Regions from separate parts of the Hordeum vulgare genome. Here region 1 is linked to region 2. The links are chromatin contacts, called in public Hi-C maps. All regions are on one chromosome and are shown on one strand. Each heading gives the region's core, a stretch centred on a gene start, on an enhancer-like site or on the middle of the called end of the contact. The rest is flanking DNA. Distances are from core to core; before and after follow the strand shown.

Region 1 (3,148 bases), core at 214-2,713, 460 kb after region 2:
ATCCAAAAATGTTCACCGTGCGTTGGAAAATATTCATTGCATATGCAAAAAAGTTCATCATACATTTATAAAATGTTCATCACATATCAGAAAAATGTTTACGATGTATTTGGAAAATGTTAGTCGGGTATATAGAAACATATTAATCACGTATTTGAAAAACGTTCATCGTGTATATGAAATATGTTCATCATATATTTACACATATATTCACCACATATTCAAAAAATGGTCATCGCTTATTCAGAAAAATATCCATGCAATATCGAAACTTGTGCATGACATATTTAAATTTTTTGTCACATACTTAAAAAATGTGTGTCACATATTTGAAACTATACATATATTAAAATTTTAATATATCATTTTCAGAAAATTATCTATTTGAAATGTTATATTTAAAAAACTTAAAATATGAAAGTGATAAGGGGGGAGAAACATATAGGGAAAAGAAAAGAACAGGAAAAGAAAGAAAAAGAAAATGAAAATGAAGAAAAAGAAAAAGGCTGGCGTGTGCACAATGGAACATAATGGGCTTGAACATGGCACGTGTGCGTGCGCTGCTAGGGTGGCGTGGCTAACATGTGATAGTACTGTTTATAAATGGAGAATAGGGTGGTGTGTAAAAAGCGATCAGGTGAATACGTGAGAGTGACACCGGGCTACACCTGATCTCAATAAAGACCTGCGCCAGATTACGAGCTACATGGAGCTCGTCCAAAGAGCATTTTCGTCTCTTATAGATTCCTCCAATCTAAATTCCTCCAATCTTTTCTCTTACATCCAATGTAAAGCAAAAATTTAGTACTTATTATAGGACTAGCCAACCCAATAGGACATATGCTTGAACTTTGGAATGGACTATGATCGACCATCTGCTCTGCTCTCTTGGGTTAGCCCAATAGCTCAAAACAAAAAGGTAAAGAAAAGATAAATCCAAGAACCCTGCTTCGGCCATGTTGTCCTCGTCATCGTTGTCACGACTTTCAGTGTTGCTAATCTACCGGTTCTTTGTTTCTTTCTTACCTTTTTTCCTTCTGATTTTTTTATTTCAAAATTCACGATTTTTTTTAAAAAAATCCATGAACATTCTTAAAACAATTTATGATTTTATGAATAAATTCATGGGTATTTTTAAATTTCAAGAACACTTTTCAAATTATGACCAGGGAAAAAGATCCAATGACGTTTTAAAAACAATTCATGAACTCTTTTTAATATTTATTTACATTTTTTTCAAAAGAGAATATTATCTAAAATTCATAAATACAATATAAACTTCTTAAATATTTTCTTGGAATGGGGAATGGGCCCAGCCCACATAAGAGAGCAGGGCGAGGAATAGACGCGCCCGAACCACGCACGATTGAACTTTGAAAGCCGTCGACCATCTGCTTGCCCTCTGCGCAGCCCAGTAGCTAAAAAAAAAAAAGCTAAACCCTAGCACCTCGGTTCCTTCTGAGATGCCGTCGACGTCGCCGTCGCCGTCGGGGCCGCCGGTGCTGCCAATCTCGGAGCACGAGGACGAAATCGTGGCTGCCGTGGAGGCGAACCCGGTGATCGTGGTCATCGGCGAGACCGGCTCCGGCAAGAGCACCCAGCTCTCCCAGATCCTCCACCGTCGAGGCTACACCCGCCGCGGTGCTATTGCGGTCACCCAGCCCCGCCGTGTCGCGGCCGTATCAGTCTCCAGGTGCTCCCCTCTCTCCCAAGCGTGCGTGCGCAGTTAAATTTGCTAGAGTGTGGGCTAGTCGCGTGGGATGCAGGCGCCAGGGAGGCAGGGAGCATGTGGTCCTACTTCCTGATGTATCATGCTACCATTTTTGTCTTCCCTGTGAGCTGCGAGGGCGCAGTTAGGTCAATTGGCTGGATTGGGAGGAGGATGCAATCGGATCGATTGTGTATCAAGAAATAGATACCAAACTCTGATATTATGTTACAAATTACAGTGTACGAACATAATGTTCGATTGGAGTATCATTTTGTTGCACAGAAAATACATTAAGAGCATAAACACCTAGAACTAGAAGGAACTGCCCTGTATGGTACCTGAAATGCAGAGAGTAACTTCAGTAATTTTCAGGAGGGTGGCACAAGAGCTCGGTGTCTCAATTGGGGAAGAAGTTGGCTATGCTATTCGGTTTGAAGACCGAACTTCAGAAAAGACTAAGATCAAGTAAGCTTTAGAAAGCTTGAATACTCTTGTAACTTAAGTATGTCCTGAGTTCTTGGATTGAATATTTTGAATCAATTTGCAGGTACCTAACAGATGGTGTTCTTCTGCGGGAAAGCCTTTCAAACCCCGAGTTGAAGCAATACTCAGTAATTATCTTGGACGAAGCTCATGAACGTAGCTTGAACACGTATGACTATCTTTATGTTAAACCGATTTATAAGAATCTTTATCGTAATTTAGAGTTTTTTAAATCAAGTTTTGACATATACTTCTGTAGCATGTTCCTAAACCCAAATCATATAATTGTAGCATTTTTTATGTATTACTATAGAGGCATCATTACTATAATATAACCTCTCAAGTTAAAAAGGGTAAGCTTATAACCAAAAATAGGCCATGAAGTCATTACCCTATTAAATATAGTCGATAATCTTTGTTGACAGCATAGTTTTATGCAAGATTCATTATTTGACTGTTGTACTTTTCTGCGACCATCCAAATTTTTAAGTGATAGCCACCACTACCTAGCACAACTTATTTTTTATTGAAGTACAGTTTGCCAAGCGCTAGCACAAATGCATTAATATAATAGAATAAGAACTTTGGAGCTATCAAACTAGTAGGATGATCAAATACTGTTATTTCGGTATCTCATATGTAACTCAATCTTCACCTATACTAGCAGTTTGGGTTTTCTGTCCAATTTTATTTATATAATAAATCTGAGTTGTGAATTTGGGTTAAAACTTTGTACTATTTCTTGTTGATGCCTTCTTTCTACTAGCAGGAATTTAGTGCACAGGTCATACCAAATAATTGACTAACCACTCACTAATATATGTTTTCAAATAATATATAACACATTATCTAAACCATAATTCTCTCTAGCACATGCTTACTTGGTTACTCTTTGGATGAGATGGTCTCTGACTGCAAACACAAAGTAACTTTTAGCTCTTTGATGCATATGTT
Region 2 (3,157 bases), core at 597-3,096:
AAAATTTGAGCTCAGATCAAGCACTTGAAGCGAAGACAACCGGTGAATCTTGTCGGGGAGAGGGCCCCATAAGCCCAAAGACACCAAGATCACAACCCGCAAGGTAGTTAACCTTGTCAGCGTAGTGACAAATGAATCGATAACAAAGGCTTCAGAGAGGCTGACATTTGGAAGAGGATAGCCACTGAACTTTGGTGGCTTAGTGATCCTATCACCGACTATCTTGAGCTCGGTAACGGCATCCCCCTCGCATGTTACGGTGACCACCGAAGTGGGCTGAGTGTAGCAGGGGTTACCACTTGGGTTATTCCAGACGTCCAGCTGCCTAGGGTACTCCAGCTGCTTCCTGAGCTGCTGCAGCAGCTCACTTTCTGAGGACTGCTCACTTGTTCGGGATAACATCAAACAGGTTATGGCCATCACAAGGGCACTTAACTGCCAAGCCATTGGAGCCAAAGCTTTGTGCCCAAGACTGTATCTTACTTCAACTGTCTGCCTGTGTATCTTGGCAAGTTGTGCGCTTTCCAATTTCTCAGCCAGGAGTTTCAGAGTTTCAGCCAGGACTTTGGTACTGAAAGGCAGGATGGAGAATCGCAGCAGCAAAATTGCTCGTTGAAAGGCAGGATGGAGAATTGCAGCAGCAAAATTGCTCGTTGAAAGAACTTTGCTTTTATTGATCTCACAGTACAGCTTCCTGCGCGAAAATTAACAATTTTCAGTAAGTTGGTGAGGATGAAATAATGAAGGCCAAAAGCAAATGTGTCTTATCCTAAGAGAAGGATAGCAAATCTGTCACAGAAGCTGATTGGCATGATATCGCTCACCGTGAAAACACCTCAAACTATTTTGGCGGCGGGACGCAGCAAATCTCAAACAAAGTGTAGTCCAGTTTGAATTTGAACAAGAAAAGCAGGGTGGATAATTTTTACTCGTTAGCAGTAAAAATATATTTGAAGGTGCAGGCCTTTAAAACTGTTTGGACCCGACAAAGAAAATGACATGCTGTGACAACTACAGGGGGGAGCATTGATTTTCAATAATTGCACAGCAGCAACTACAGTAAATTGAACATATCCTACTTCAAATGCAGATATCTCAAACTCTTTGGTTAATTTTTGGAGGAATGTTAAGACTCCCCTTGCAAGCAAAAACCAGAAGGGGGGAAAATGACGAACACGTAAGATACTGTACGAATCTGAGCTTGCAAGCAAAAACTTGAAGAAGAAGAAACAGGCAACGAAGGAAGCAAACTTGAAGGCAAAACAAATTTGCGGTAGGGAAAGGAAAATTGTAATAATCTCGTTGTGTGCATCTTTCAGCTTTGGATGTTCTCTTCCACAGTATTATTTACACACACAATTTTTTTTCTTCAAAATGGAAGCATTACAGGGGGAAATGGAAAATGCATAGACTTCACTCAAATCACACACAGAAACATGGCAGAATCACACACACACACACACACACAAACAGAAACAGGAGTAACAAGAACGGAAGCACCGCAGAGAACCTCTGACCTGAATGCCGGCCGCCGGGGGTTCCCAAGAACCACCGCCGCAGAAGCTTCCCCTCCTCCTTGCTCACACCCAAGGTCAGGAGCGGGCAAGAATGGAGGGAGGGAGAGGCGGGGCAGGTGAGACGCGCGGCTGCCCGCGGCGCGAGAGACGATGGCTGCTGCTGCTGCTGCTTGCTTGCCTCAGGGAGAGAAACGCAGGTGGCGAGAGCGCCCCAATGCGCAGCACATGGGGATCTCTCACCCGCCTCCCCCAGCAAGCGAGTCGAGAGCCGGCGACGGGCCTCCACCTGCAAGCGATTAATGGCCCGTCGGCGGGGTGACAGACGCTCGCACAGCCGAGCCAACGCTACTCCTGCCCAGCTGCTGCCTACCGCTACACCTCACCTCACCAAGGGGAGAGATGAATCGAGCAGCAGCCATCCTCCATTGTTACTGGTTTTACTTACTCGGGAGACGGGGCCGAGCGAGCAATGAAAGCACGAGCCGGAGGCGGAGTGGTTGGGGCAGCAGAGTAACCCGCTTTTAATGTCTTTTTTGACTGCCGACTGCGCCTCTGGGAGCGGTGGCTGCGGGTGCGGGGGGAGTGAAGGCAGGCAGCCGTCTCGTCTGGGATCGTCTGCGCTCTGCCGAAGCAGTGGAATTTTGCCGTAAGTCTTGGCAGATGGGTTGATCTGTGTGTGTGATCTGATCGTTGCCTATGGTCCACGGTTTTGGTTGGACGCTACCAAGGAGTTTGTCCTTGTATTTTTCACGCTAGTAGTAGATGCATAAAAGAAGGGTGTCCATTCTTGGTTCAAATGAAAATCTGTGTTGTTCTATGCACACCATCCTTCGACCAACCAAGAGGCTTTGTGGAATTGGAAAGCCAACATTAGCATTTAGAGCGCCCAGACTCATGCCACCCCTCCCCCCTTAACCCTAGAAGTAGTCATCGTCGCCGTCGCCGCCTCTAATCTCCTCGTTGTCGTCGGAGCGCGCCGCTGGGCAAAGCCTAGACGGGGGATGATGCCTCTCGGCTGCTGGCGACGTCGGTGGCCATTGGGTCCTCTCTCGAGCATGGGGGTTGCGGGGATGTGCGCATGGCATGGAGCCCTTGGCAGGGTGTTGCGCGAGGAGTCGGATGGGGCGGGGCGGGCACGGGTGTTGTTGTTCGGTGACGGGAGTTGCCGGCTGCCTGACCGCCCCCGTCGGGATCTGGGTTGTCTAGATATGATGGGGCGGCGCCCGCCTCCCGCCGGTGCGATGCCTGGTAGTGGGCTAGGGTCGTGGATTGGTCGACGGTGTAGGAGTTTAACATGGTCATCCGTCCGTGATCAGTTGCTCCTTGCACGAGGTCAGGCCAAGGCAGGAGCTTGCTGGTCGATTGGGGGGGGGGATCTACACGTTATGGCGTCAGTGAAGGATCGTGACGGTGGTGGTTGGGATAGCGATGGCCGGGCGTTGGATCGGTGTTAAAGCTCGCGAATGTGGCATCATGTGAGTTGATGACTCTATGACGGTCGTCGGCAACCACATGATCATATCTCCCCTCGGTCCACCAAGAAGGGAGAGGATCGCAGGCTTAGGCACCCCTACGGTGGTGGCGTCGACCCAGGCTCTAGGGCCGATATCGGGCTTTTTCTGCCGCATTTTTTACATTGT

The links. Hi-C and Micro-C count contacts between places; a contact is called where the count stands out from the background.
Region 1: a contact with region 2 is called in a Hi-C map of leaf, with 8 times the contacts expected there. The contact joins the promoter of LOC123447760 here to the promoter of LOC123447759 in region 2. A contact is called at or near these places in 4 of 6 Hi-C or Micro-C datasets (leaf and seedling) and 1 of 1 datasets of contacts at active chromatin or transcription factors (embryo).

What each region holds. Positions count from the first base shown.
Region 1 is chr4H:37,244,064-37,247,211 of MorexV3_pseudomolecules_assembly, forward strand. LOC123447760 (probable pre-mRNA-splicing factor ATP-dependent RNA helicase DEAH4) reads left to right here and starts at 1,464. Exons shown (of 16, transcript XM_045124413.1): 1 at 1,464-1,693; 2 at 2,084-2,176; 3 at 2,259-2,363. The coding sequence starts at 1,464.
Region 2 is chr4H:36,788,001-36,791,157 of MorexV3_pseudomolecules_assembly, forward strand. LOC123447759 (probable inactive leucine-rich repeat receptor-like protein kinase At3g03770) reads right to left here and starts at 1,847. Exons shown (of 8, transcript XM_045124411.1): 1 at 1,518-1,847; 2 at 1-694. The coding sequence starts at 447.